Linked DNA regions of Oryctolagus cuniculus: all the other regions are linked to region 1. The links are chromatin contacts, called in public Hi-C maps. All regions are on one chromosome and are shown on one strand. The core of a region is the stretch at or near the end of the contact, and the rest is flanking DNA. Distances in the headings are between cores, read along the strand shown. Region 1 holds the start of LOC100343432 (small integral membrane protein 10-like protein 1). Region 2 overlaps ADGRA3 (adhesion G protein-coupled receptor A3). Region 3 holds the start of LOC100344458 (cytosolic beta-glucosidase).

Region 1 (4,564 bases), core at 1,837-4,336:
TGGGGGTTTGGTGAGGGGTTCTTAGGTTAATCAGAAGCATATCACAGAAGGGACTGTGGGACCCCAGTCATCCTCAGGCTTCCTGTCATGAGGGATGATCACTTCCTCCTATATTTGCATCTGCCATTGTGATGTTCTCGGCCATGGCCCACACAATGTTGGCATGATGCCTTTGAATCTTCAGAACTGTGAGCCAAATAAACTTCCCTTTGCAAAGTTATCCAGTCTTGAGTATTCTGCAACAGCAATGAAAAATGGACCAACATACCAGCCTCAGATATTTTGATACAGCAACAGAAAACAGACTTATACAATTGTGATCACTCCAAATAAAACCCATACCCTTAAACTGCCAGCCCTAATCCAGTTATTCTGGCTCTAAGTAACCACTGTGTACCTTCTGTCTCTATGAATTTTTATTATTCTGGACATTTCATATCAAAAGTTACATAGTATGACATCTTTTGAGTCTGATTTATTTTATAGCAAATATGTCACCCACATTGTAGCATGAATCAGCTACTTTTTTATCTCCCAATAATTTTCCATTACATGGTAAAAATATTTAATTATTTGTTCGTCAGTTGATGGGCATTTGTTTCTACTCTATTTTGAACCATGCTGCCATGATCATTCACATGTCAGTTGGATGAACATACATTTTCATTTCTCTTGAATATACACCTGCAGTTATAATTTCTGGGTCATATGGTAACTTTGTTTAATCTTTTAAGGAACTACCAAACAGCATGCCAAAGTGACTGAACCACTTTAAATTTCCTCCAGCAGTGTCTATGGGTTCCATTCTCTCATCACCTTGCGCCAAGTGCTGTGATCTGCTCTGTCATGTTTTATATCCATGCTGGCAGGTGCCCCCAGAGAATCTAACGCTTTCGCTATTGCATTCAGACACTATTTTCTCTTACTCTTTTGTATGTGCAAATGGGAATACTTAAAATCAACACTGAGTCACTATACTAGACTCCATTGGAGGGTACCTCACATGACCAACACTGACTTTTTTTTTTTTTTTTGGTTTTTAATTACTTTTAATTCTTAGACTAGTCTTTCAAGGCAGGTATGTTTACCTTTTAACAGCTGACAAAAGAGAGGTTAATGGGCTCACCTCAGGCCACACAGAGTTTATACTTTGATAGGGATATTTCGACTTAAAAACTCAATTGCATTCTACTTTCTTGGCTCTTAACCCAGTGGTATACATTTTAACTAGAGAACTTCTAAAAATAAAAGTTTGTTTTTAATTACAGCATATACACAGGTAAAATGAAATCAATACTGTAAGACTGGTAGTGAAAAACAGCAAGTCTCTCTGCCTTTTCTCTATCCACCCTGATATCCTTTATCCAGAGCAAACCACATTTAACTCTCAGCTGATTATTTTTCCAATTTGTTTATCCTGCTTTTCATGGACTAGTCTACATTAGACCATGATTGACGCTCCCTCATTACACCCAGCTTTCATCCTGTCCCAGCCTCCTCACGTCTGTAAATCACTCGTTAAATGATTATTCCGTATTTACATAATATTGGCTAACTTTACACAGCTAGTATTAATCACAGTTGAGGTATGCTGCATACTTTTTGAACCTTTATTTTTCCTGGAGTTCAGTTCATAATTACCTGTTTTGTTCTCTTATTTTGAAAAATCTGCAGGCCACTAATTTATCAGACTCTCTGAGATAAGAAAAATCTTGTTTATTTCAAATACACTGGTCAATCTAGAATTTTTTATTGTTTTTGAGGCATCCCATCAAACTCTCCATTTTTGGTCCCTTTCTGTTGACTTCAAGCCTTCTCCGTCACCGATCCTCTTTAGGATATATAGTATATATATTAGGAACTTTAGTATATATATTAGGAACTTGACAGCTGTCCCCTAAGGAACACCTCTGCTCCTGTCAACAACCCACGGTGTCTGTCCAGCTCCTGTTTTATAAGCACTACAGCTAATCCAGAAACCTTCCTCCCCACTTCATATTCTCCCTTATAAACTCTAGTTTTGCATCAAGAGCTGAAAAACATTTGCATTTACTTTGTAACCATAACTTAAATATCCCTTTAAAAGAGGAAAGCCACAGAGAGCATGATGATGACGATTCGAATGTTGTTCAGGGAACAGCCAAGTGTCCAGAGCAAGTGGATTGCTTCTTTTTCTGCTGGGGGTCCACAGGCTGCTCACTGGGCACTTGTAAGATTCATTTTCTTAAACTCTATTTCTTCAAAATCCTGCGGACGTTTGCGTTTGGTGTGCGACGCTTTTCCCCACTGAAAATCGATGACTGTCATTTTCTCCTCCCGTGAAGAAACGGATGTCTTCCACCTATCTTGAATAACTTCAGCTTCTTATTTATTCAAGTCTTGCTTACAATCCAATCCAACGTTATCCCAGTTTACTTTTCAGTTTTTTTCCTGAATGCACGCTATGCCCTTGGTCAGGTCCTTACATCCGTTCAGAGTAGGCTTTCAGGGCGCAAAGCTTCTTAGGTGAGTTCGTGGGTCTTAACGTGATAGTCTCGGTTGCCGGAACCGCGCACTTCAATCGCGGCCGGCATTCTGTCCCGCCCAAGAAGGTCGGCTAGGAGCGAAGAGCGCAGGCGCGGGCAGAGCCCAGGCACTATCGCCAGACCGCGAAGCTCCTCGCCGGGTGCTGCGCCACGCCGCAAGGCCTCCCGGGAGTCGGCCACCATGTTGGCCTCGGGGGCCGGCAAGTTAATCCAAACGTTAAATGTGTACCTGCAAGCGGATGTTGAGGATCACTGAGCCCGCGACGTAGAAGTAGGGGAAGTTCATGCGCAGCTGCCAGGCCAGTTCGAAGAAGGCGAGGAGTGTGCGCGAGAGCCCCTTGCATAAAGCCCCGTAGGAGCTGGGTACCGCGGCTGGGCTGGAGGCCCTGACGGCCAAGGAAGACGGAGCCGCCGTCGCGGGGGCCATGGACTCGGGTCGCTGTCTGCCCAGCGCTTGGAGCCGAGGACCTCCGCAGGCTCCGCGGGGCCTCCAGCGACGGACAGCAGCGGGAGGTTGGGACGAAGCGTCCGCTGAGTTGGCCCTGCGCCTGCCGCCGCCCGACCAACACTGACTTTCTTGGAATAATGCTTCTGGCCTCAGAAATTTGAAAGCCTTTATCCTCAAGTACAGCTATGTATTCATGTATAAATAACTTGGAGGTTACATATAAATAATCGCTAGCTCATATGTTCTGTGTATACTCACGCGCGCACACACACACACACACACACCCCTACATCTACTTACTCCACAAGATTTCATCCTCTTTACAGATAATTCATCTCCAGAGGTCAAACCTTACCTCAGTACTAATTTTATCACCCCATCAGGAAATGCTTGCTAATTCCACCTCACACATTTGAAAATCAGTTCATTTTTGATCTATACTCGCCTCTACTGCTCTCATTCCAGTTTGTCCAACCAATTTGAATGGGAATACTTTCTCCTCTCCAAAGCCTAATCCCTCCTACCAGCATTAGATGCCTTCTCATTTATGCCAGCAGGAGGAGTTAAGTGTGCTGCTTCTACTACACTAAGTGCTCTCAATCCTCTTTGTCACTTATCTTTCATAAAATTCTATAAAAGTGTTACTACTCTAGTTTCAGAGATGAGAAATTAAGACTCTAAATGGTTAATCTGCACATAGTCCTAGCACACAGCACAGTCAAGATGTGATCTTTAGGACTCAAAAATAGCCAATCTCTTAATTCATAATTCTCTTGCCTTCACATCACAATATTTCACACCATACTGACCAGGACATGTACTTTAAAATCTTCTTAAAAGTTGTACATTTCTCTTCACCATTACTTTTTATTTATGTGCTTATTCATTAAACACTGGACATTGGGTCTCTGCAGGCAGTGTGCTAAGCACTGGACATACAATCAAATACCTGCTCTCCTGATGCTGAGATTGAGGGCAAGGAAGCAAATACTGATCCAATAACCCCAAATACAAGTGTGTGAGTATGCTGGTAATCAAATATGTACGGTGACAATTACAGAATTGAGAGTTTCTCTTTTTGGTAGACATTTGCCTGGATAATATTATTTTGATTTAGATATATCCCTCCCCTACTCAATGATGTTCAGGGACAGGCATGCCCACCACAGTATGCAAATCTAACCAAAGGGCTAGTATCCTGAATCAGTGGATACTGCCTATATGACTAAACTTGAAAGGCAGGAAAAGACTGGCATCACACCTGAGCCAGACAGACCAGTATCTTTCCCTGGTCTAACTAGCCAAAGGAGGCTAACTTACACTGTGGTTAACAACCAACCTTAAAAATCTCCGCAGCTGAACATAACAGAGTATAATTTTGTCATGAGTTAACATACATCTTGGTCACTGTGGAGACTCAGGGACCCTGAGAACATAATGTTCTATCAGCCATGTGTTTCTAGGATACCAGAGGCAGGAGGAAAACAGCAGGGCAAATCACACACTCATTCTTACATATGCTTCCCATAAAAGATGCACTTTACCTCTTGAGTAAAAGCAAGTCAAACGCCACGGCTGAGTTCAACATGGA
Region 2 (4,819 bases), core at 1,841-4,340, 590 kb after region 1:
AACAGTGGCATTCCATGTAGACATCAGTTGGAGTCCTGACTGCTCTACTTCCAATCCAGCATCCCTGCTAATGGCCTGGGAAAGCAGTGAAAGATGGCCCAGGTGCTTGGGTCCCTGACAGCTACGTGGGAGACATGGAAGAAGCTCCTGGCTCCTGGCTTTGGCCTGGCCCAGCCCCAGCTATTGCAGTCATCTGGGGAGTGAATCACAGATCTCTTTCTGTTTCTCTCCCTCTCTCTGTAACATTCACTTTCAACTAAAAAAATAAATCTTTAAAAAGAAAGTAAAGGTTTATTTTAACGCAAAAATGTTTTTCAATCCTTGGGATACAGTAAGTGCTCATAGAGTGTGATTGTAATTTAGGTAGATAATTGTACCAATTAAGATTATTCCCTGGTGGATGATTTAAGGAGCACGTTTATCCTATGATTTGTTTGAAGAACTCCAATTGACAATGCAGTTCTAGATGAAGACTGGATAGTGGAAAAGAAAGCTTTGAAATCAATTTTTTTTAAAGATTTATTTAATTATTTAAAGGCAGAAGAACACAGAGGCAGAGAAAGAGAGAGAGAGAAGTCTTCCATCCACTGGCTCATTCCCCAAACAGCCACACTGGCCGGAACTAGGCCGATCAGAAGTCAGGAACTTTTTTGGGGTCTCCCACATGGATGCAGGGGCCCAAATACTTGGACCATCTTCCACTGCTTTCCCAGGCCACAGCAGAGAGCTGGATCGGAAGTGGAGCAGCTGGGATTCGAACCAGCACTCTTATGGGATGTCAGCACTGCAGGCAGCAGCTTTACCTGCTAAACCACAGCGATGGCCCAAAATTTAAGAAAAATACTGGGCTGGTGTTGTGGTGTAGCATGTAAAGCCACCACCACCTGTGATGCTAGCATCCCATATGAGCGCCGGTTCAGATCCTGGCTGTTCCACTTCCAATTCAGCTCACTGCTAATGGCCTTGGAAAAGCATCAGAAAATGCCCCAAGTATGTGGGCCCCTGGCACCCATGTGAAGACCCAGATGAAGCTGCCAGCTCCTGGCTTTGGCCTGCTGTTGAGGCCATTAGGGGAGTGAACCAGTGGATGGATGGAAGATTTCTCTCTGTTTAACTCTTTCAAAATATAAGTCTTAAAAAGAAAAATAGGTGTCATGAATATAGTAATTCTTTATTATGTATCAAGTCTTATTTTCACAGGATCAAAACCCAAGGTAGTCACCATCCAGGCTATGTCGCGCAGTAACTGAGGGGCAGCTGGGAGGCAGGATCAAGCTTGGCCAAACTAGAGAAGTCAGAAGTTTTCTTCTTAAAGAGCAAAGTGCCTCTTTGGTTCCTAGTAGTTTTGCTGACTGCACTGTGAAAGTAAAATTTACAGAGAGAACTGGAACAAAAAGCATAAAATAACCCTTTGAGCTATCTAAAGTCATAGCAAATACCGTGCATAAAAATAGTATAAATGAATTTGGTGCTCAGAAAGCAATAAATTCAAGACACATCATTGATAGGGACTTAAGATAGGAAGGCTGTGCTATTTAACTGCTGGAGTTTTCTGACATAAAGGTCAACAGAATGAGACACAGTTTGAAAATATGGACGTTAAAAATACAGTTTAAAATATTTTCAACATGGGAGGTGCAAGATAGATTTTTCTAAAGGTAAAAACTTAATCTTTAGGCTCTATAGCATCTCCTATGGCATTTCTAAGTTTCCAGATTAGAGTCCACTCTTACAGATACTGAAGCATTCCAGTTAAAAGATTATTGCCCACTGAGAAAGTCAACGATTGGGCTGACATCTACAAACTGGGCCACACAAGTGAATCACTAAATATCGTACAAGCACCAGAAAAACAGAGGAACTGAGACCCAGAAGAGCGGGTGTCCTGTCTTCTGGGATGTACTGCTTCTCTCTATCTGACACTTGGGAGTGAAACCCAGCCTCACTGTCATATTTTCTTCCAAAAAAACCTCGAAGATCCACATGGAAACTCTATACAATTGGGAAACAGATAATCTAATCTGTAGGGCATATACACAGCTAATTAAATTCAACAGATTATTACTTACAAACGCCACTTTACCACACGTCACCAATTTCCAAAACTGCGGAAGGGGCATAAAATGGACTTTTGTGATAAATATAATCATATATAATATATAAAAATTCCGCTAGCAGTAGCTTCTACTAATGAATTCCTATGGGTGTCCAAAAACATTTTTCTGTATGTGATTTAACACTACCACCCTGACATTACCATTCACTCGGTGTTACTAATCTGGAGACCCACAGAGTCTGAGGCTGAGGCTGAGAAGTGAAATTACCTCTCAGAGGGCTATGACTCCACTCAAGCCTGGTGGCTGCCAAGCCATTTTCTACCATTGTGTGCCAGCTCCCACTAAATGGGAAAGCACAGGATTGAGAGCAAGGGGCACCCCAAGTCCAAAAGACGAGTATTTCAACCCCAATCCTGCCACCTAACAGCCCTAGTGTTTGTGGGAAAGTTACCCAAATTCCTGTGGCTAAGCTTATGTATTTACAAACTACAGGAAGAAAAGGCACCTCCTAGGTTAGTGTGAGTGAAGATCACACATTGGCAGTGGTTGGCAAGTAGAAGGCTTTTACGATTCACTAATTAGACTTTCCCCAACGCCACCCACATGCCATTAACAGCAGTCGTCTAGGAGCAGATAGAGATGTAGCTGCCAGCACGGTTTATAGAGTGATTCATGGAATGGCACAGCAATGAGGTAACTAAAGTAACACCCAGCTGAATCCCTTCAAAGCACAGCTAAGGAAACTAGGACCAGAAAATTAATGCCCAAACAGTGCTTTAGTCACACACTACGTAGAAGAGATCCTCAACCCTGAGCTGCTGGTCCCTGTGTTCTGTCATTTGGCTTCTTAGTTCTCCTGCAGCTCTCCCACCTGCAAAGCAGAGTGGGAGACCACAGAACGCACCAAAGGCACCACCTGGAACTGGCCAGTCAGGCAAAGTGGGAAGTACCTGGCTATGGGGTCTTAAATAACCTCAGCCAATCACTGTGGGGAAGAAACTATCAGGACCCAATCACACTGTTGGTAAAACAACTGGGCTCTAAAAGGCTCTAAAAGGCAAGCAAGAAAGACAAAACACAGGCAGGCATTTGGCATGGTAGTTAAAACACTGCTTGGGGCACCTATTCCTGGGTTTGAGTCCTGGCTCATCTACTTCTGATCCACCTTCCTGATAATGTACACCCTAGACAAAGACAGATGTTGGTAGAAGTACTTGGGTCCCTGTTACCCACAGGGTATACCTGGGTTGAATCCCAGACTCCTGGCCTCACTCTGGCCCACTCCTGCCTGCTGCAAATATTTAAAGAGTGAACCAGTGGAAGGAAAAGTTCTCTGCCTTCTCTCTCTCTCTGCCTTTCAAATAAAACAAAAAGATTTCAAAGAAAGACCAAATGATATGAATTATGTGCAGATACAAAGCTGCAAATGGAAAAACATGTACACAGTAGGGTTCAGTTTTCCATTCAGAAGAAACTTTACAATCATTTAACTGAGCAGTCCAGCCCAGTAATTTATTAACATTCTGCCCTCTGAAGTGAGGTGACTAACAATACAAGCTGTTTAAGCAGAGGTGGAATCAGAACTCACCTGATAGAACCTGGAATCCTCAGCCACTCCTTTTCTTTTTACTCCACCACCCCCTCTGCTTGGCTGGCTATTAGAGGAATTAAGTTTCACAATCGCAAAGCAACTACTGAGTCAGAAACAGAAGCATCATTATGCTACGTCTTTCATAAAAGCAGCAGAGGAAGTCTTAAACACAAGAAACACAAGGAAGACTACACGCAAATGTCCATCTGGAGATGTGCCTTGCCTTCATCATTTGTAAACTATTTTTTAATTAATTTATTCATTTGAAAGTCAGCGTTACACAGAGAGAGGAGAGGAAGAGAGAGAGACAGAGAGAGAGGTCTTCCATCCGCTGGTTCACTCCCCAGTTGGCCGCAACAGCTGGAGCTGTGTCGATCCGAAGCCAGGAGCCAGGAGCTTCCTCTGGGTCTCCCACACAGGTGCAAGGGCTCACGGACGTGGGCCATCTTCTACTGCTTTCCTAGGCCATAGAAGGAAACTGGATCGGAAGAGGAGCAGCCAGGACTAGAACCGGCGCCCATATGGGATGCTGGCGCCTCAGGCCAGGGCGTTAACCCTCTGCGCCACAACACCGGCCCCCATTCTTAAACTTTTAACATGAACATTTTTCTAGAGACCCTAAAAAGGCAGGGCAGTTCCTCTCCTTTCCTTTCAGAAAGTGTGCACAACAGCATCCGGGACGATGGAAAGCAGCCATTTTTACAATGACCTCGTTCCAGGGGCTGGTGCTGTGGTATAGCGGGTAAAAGCCCTGGCCTGAAGTGCCGGCATCCCATATGGGTGCCGATTCTAGTCCCAATTGCTCCACTTCCAATATAGCTCTCTGTGATGGCCTGGGATAGCAGTAGAAGATGGCTCAAGTCCTTGGGCCCCTGCACCAACATGGGAGACCCGGAAGAAGCTCCTGGCTCCTCGTTTCGGGTTGGCGCAGCTCCAGGCTGTTGCGGCCACCTGGGGAGTGAACCAGTTGATGGAAGACTCTCTCTCTGTCTCTACCTCTCTCTGAAACTCTTTCAAATAAATAAAATAAATCTTAAAAAAGAAAAAAAAAACACAATGGCCTCGTTCAACTCACTTCCTTAGTGAAATAAATTTGGGTCTGCTTCATTCAGCCAATGAGTATCTTTACATAAAACTGTGACTATAACTATTATGAGTGTGTGCCAGGTAC
Region 3 (4,571 bases), core at 1,394-3,893, 860 kb after region 1:
GCCAGCATCCCACATCAGGGCAGTGATTTGAGTCCTGACTGTTCCACTTCCGATCCAGCTCCCTGCTAATGCAGCTGGCAATGTAGCAGAGAATGGCCCAAGTTCCTGGGACTGTGGCACCCATGAGGGAGACCCAGATGGAGTTCCTGGCTCCTGACTTCAGCCTGGCCCAGTCCAGGCCCATTACGGCCATTCAGGGCGTAAACCAGTGGGTGAAAGTTCTTCCCCTCACCCCATCACACTTTTAAATAAATAAATGAGTCTTTTATTTTTTTATTTTTCACAGGCAGAGTGGACAGTGAGAGAGAGAGACAGAGAGAAAGGTCTTCCTTTGCCGTTGGTTCACCCTCCAATGGCCACCACGGCCAGTGCGCTGTGGCCGGCACACCGCGCTGACCCAAAGCCAGGAGCCGGGTGCTTCCTCCTGGTCTCCCATGGGGTGCAGGACCCAAGCACTTGGGCCATCCTCCACTGCACTCCCGGGCCACAGCAGAGAGCTGGCCTGGAAGAGGGGCAACCGGGACAGAATCTGGCGCCCCGACCGGGACTAGAACCGCAAGGCGGAGGATTAGCCTAGTGAGCTGCGGCTCCAGCCATGAATGGGTCTTAAAAAGTAAAACAATACCACTCTTCTCAGTTGATATTTGTCTTTTATTCAGCGGTTAATAGGTTATAAAATGGATTATTAAATGTTTATAAAATAGGCTAGCATGCTGTTTATTGCAGTCTTAAATGAAGCCAAAAATATAGATTGTGTAAAAAAGTTCAGATTTATATTCTAAAGCATAAATGGTAATAGAGACCACCTAAGTTATAGAAAAACAAATCTACTTGGTAGCCTCACTTATGTTGCAGAATATAAAGAGGTCGTTGACGCCCCGAAACCTGAGAATGATCTATTAGCATCTGATCAGAGAACAATTAAATTCTGCTCTTTGGGAAAAAATGACTTCAGAAAACATGGATCCCTGAGAAGTTGGATTGTCCCTTCTGGAGAAGTCTTTGGAAGAGCACAGGTGTTAGCGAGCAGAAAATGATTGGTGGGATAACTCAATTTTAACATCAAGCCACACAGCTGCTTGTAAACCTAAAAAATTGCAATACTGCCATCTAGTGTTGCATAGTGAAAACATTTCCCTTTTTTACCCTTTACTATTTATGATTACTTCAAAATTGAATGACTGTCCATCTAAATTTAATAGTTTCACCTGCGTTTTTGATATTATTTCAGGAAGCAGGTACTTTTGATGTCTGAAATGTTTTCTCTTATTTCCTTCTATAGGTAGCCTCTTTTTTCAGGGTTAAGATAACAGGAGAGAGTAGGATTTCAATCTGTGTCTCCTAAACTGTGTGTTCCTGTTAGGACACAGTGTAGGAGGATATAGTGCAGTCTTGGGGAGCTCAATAAAGCATCTTCCTCACTTTGATTATGCCTAACTCCTTTCTCCATGGGCACTTTTAAAAAAAAATAAACTTTCTGTTTTGGGTACTATGAGATGCCTAGAATAGTTGCAGAGGCACAGAGCGTTCCCATAGACCCTTCACGCAGTTTTTCCAGTTGTCCACATTGTGCAGTACTGTTCTGCGTTGCCCCTCGGTGCCTGTGGGACCTGGCAGAATCGATGGGAAGTCTCAGGATAGGGTGTGTGACTGTGGAACTGCAGAACTCAAAGTGTGGGGAGCGGCCAGGGCAGGCTGGCCAAGAGAGCAGAATTTACATACAGAAGGCTAGTGCCTGGATCCTCACTAACTTCTCCAAGGCTTTGGAATTCCGAGAGAAGGTCATTTCCATCATAAAACGCTGGAGTAAACACACCTCATGTGAAGCATGAGGTTAGACTCAAGGCAATCCCAGAACTGCAGCATTTCAGGCCCCTTTAACAGAGAGGTGTTCAAGGATTTGCTTCCTGGGAAGAGTGGGGGGACAGAGGGAGCCAAGCAAGGTGAGAGTGAAGAGAGGCGAAGTCAGCTCTCAGAAGATTGTAGAAGACATGGCGGACCACAGCTCTGTGTGGCCTCATATTGCGCAGAGCAGAATGGAGCTGGGAAGAGAGCTGTCAGAACAGCTCAGAGACTCACGCTTCTGTTGGAGTGTTTTGTGGTGAATTAGTGTGGGTGTAGAGAAGATTAAGTAGCTATAAAGAGTGGATGGTTAATCGTAGAGAAAATAAAACACTGCATGTTAGCATGGTGTCCAACATGGCTCAACTTTGAACCACATAATCAAAGTAATGTAGAGATTGAGTTTATTTAAACAGAGAAGCCATGATGATGTTGGGTGGATTGAGGCAGGTAAGGAAAGGAGAAGAGAGAGAGAGCACAATTAGATTGTCCACCCCTATACTCAGAAGTCAAAAGTTACTGAAATTGAAAACTAATTTATGTAGCAAAATCAGCCCATTATTATAAAACATGGGGATAAATATCAGAATAAGCAATTGAAATGGTAATCTCTAAGGGTAGGCGTCAGATATTGGGAATAATTAACCAAGAGAACGTGCTAGTAGGATTATATAACCTTGTAAAAGTCCACGTGTTGCAGGAACAGGGAAAAGATCAACTTAGCACCCAAGCTGACTAAGCAACTCTGTTAATCAAAGTGCAGTGGGAAACAAAGTGCAATTGTTCACCTTGTACAAAGTGTGGATTCTTATCAAGGCTGTGGCCAGTCAAGTGGGATCCTTTAATCTGGCTCCTATCTCGTTTGCATATATATATCTGCCACCTGAGAGATCACTTATTGTCCGCACAATTGCCTGGCTCTTCTTGCTGAAGGGCACGGGGCTGTGTTAGCTGAGGGTTCCAACTTGGCAGCTTCTGAAACCATGGCTTTTCCTGCAGGCTTTGGATGGGGGGCTGCCACTGCAGCTTATCAAGTGGAAGGTAGGAGAAGTGCCCTCCCCTTCGCCAGGGCTGGACTGGGTCCCTTCTGGTGGGTGCTGGGTGCCTGGGGAAGACGGTAGTGGGAGGAGGCTGACCACAAGAAGGGAAGGGACTGGAGAGCTCAGGACACCATCCATGACATGGTCCACCTTTCAGACAGGACCAGCCCATGTTCCCATGTCTGTTTCCTTGAGCATGGGGGTAGTGGAGGGTGGAGGTGAGGCTCAGGCTATTGCTGAATTTTCCAGCAGTCTAACGCTACGGGAGACATCAGTTTACACTGGAGCAACTGCTTGTTTGTAATTGGTTTCTTGGGCACATTTTACCCAGCTCCCCTCAAAGGGAGAGCAGCTTCTCCTAGTGGCTGAAAAAAATATTGGGTGAAATGATTCAAGGAGCCCTTCATTACCAGAGGAAAGTGCCCTGTTCTTTTCCTAGCAGGCATGGAGACAAATCTCATAAAGGTCTCCCCACATGCAGGGGCAGCCGTGCAGTGAAGGGGAGCAGTATCTGATAGTAAAGAGCACCCAGGATGACGTGGAGGCTGGGCCCTGGGCCTTGGCCTCCCCCGGGGGGCCTCCATTGTTCTCCTCAGTCTCAGTTTTGTCATATGTAAAATGGGAAGATTGGATTTAGTTTTCTAAAAGTAAATTATTAAGGATTTAGGGATTGTTAGTAGGTTACCATGGAGGAAAATATTTGGTTAAATAAGTGGTGAAACCTGGGGTTAAACAAAGCTAAGTGAGATCCTTGTAGTAGATTCCTAGGGCTGCTGTAACCACTTATCACCAACTAAGAGGCTTAAACAATAGAAAGGTACCCTCTTACAGTTCTGGAGGCGGGAACTAGCCATTCAAAAATAGAATTAACTGAAATAAATTTATCCTGGGTTGGGGCAGGCCCTTAATCCTATGTGACTGGTGTCCTGATTAGAAGGGAATCTGAGCACGGATAGATACATAAAAGGAGAATGTCCCATGGCAGGCAGAGATTGGAGGGATGCACCTTAAGCCAATGAACTCCAAAGACTAATGGCCAGCATCAGAGGTGAGGAAGAGGCAAGGCAGGACTTCAACTAGAGTCTTGGTGGGATCAGGGCTCTGCTGACCCCTTGAGTTTGGATTTATGGCCTGTGATAGAACTTTATGTTGTTTAGGCCATCTATGGTATGGTACTTTCTTACTGCTCTACTGGAAATCTAATACACCAACCAAAACGAATTAACCAATCAATGAAATAATTCTTATAGTACGTGTTAGAATGACAGTAAAGGATCAGTGAAAGTGGCCACTCCAGGTTGGATGACCTAGGGGGATCCATGTGAATTAGTGTCTGTTCATCCAAGACTTAAGAGATGTGAAGGAGAGAGAGCCATTTGAAGATGGGCTCTTTTTCTAGAAAGGGAGACAGTACAGCTTAATCTTGGAGCAACCCATGCTGCTTAGTATTCCCAGCTTCTGTGAATATTTGCCGGGCCTGAATAAATGTGAATGAGGGGCTGCTGTTACAGCAATTGCAGTGACTGCCCTGTGGAAGATACCTCCTGGGGAGGACCCCGCAATATTGTTTTGTTCTACAAGGCTCTTTTAAAAGAATGTTTGAGAACATCTTGGTTAGCAAGGATTCCATGCTACTTTCTCCCTACAGGGTATCTTCTTTCACCTCCCAGACATTTTCATTAGGTTAGG

Evidence for each region. Hi-C and Micro-C count contacts between places; a contact is called where the count stands out from the background.
Region 2: a Hi-C map of liver shows a contact between it and region 1, with 7 times the contacts expected there. The contact joins the enhancer-like site here to the promoter of LOC100343432 in region 1. A contact is called at or near these places in 5 of 6 Hi-C or Micro-C datasets (ear pinna, embryonic fibroblasts, liver and 2 more).
Region 3: a Hi-C map of an unstated tissue shows a contact between it and region 1, with 5 times the contacts expected there. The contact joins the promoter of LOC100344458 here to the promoter of LOC100343432 in region 1. A contact is called at or near these places in 2 of 6 Hi-C or Micro-C datasets (ear pinna and an unstated tissue).

Annotation. Positions count from the first base shown.
Region 1 is chr2:16,957,235-16,961,798 of mOryCun1.1, forward strand. It overlaps LOC100343432 (small integral membrane protein 10-like protein 1), which reads right to left and starts at 3,087. Exons shown (of 1, transcript XM_008249396.4): 1 at 1,701-3,087. The coding sequence starts at 2,952. The coding sequence ends at 2,743. All of the region lies in intron 1 of KCNIP4 (potassium voltage-gated channel interacting protein 4), which reads right to left.
Region 2 is chr2:17,549,176-17,553,994 of mOryCun1.1, forward strand. The region is part of intron 16 of ADGRA3 (adhesion G protein-coupled receptor A3); the gene reads right to left. Among named protein-coding and RNA genes, the nearest start is that of ADGRA3, 130 kb to the right of the region's middle. Within about 2 kb of position 3,091, at least 1 of the 8 cell types and tissues checked has an H3K27ac peak or open chromatin away from gene starts, as enhancers often do. A contact at or near this core is called in ear pinna, where this site is marked.
Region 3 is chr2:17,822,275-17,826,845 of mOryCun1.1, forward strand. LOC100344458 (cytosolic beta-glucosidase) reads left to right here and starts at 2,644. Exons shown (of 5, transcript XM_002709257.5): 1 at 2,644-2,883. The coding sequence starts at 2,826.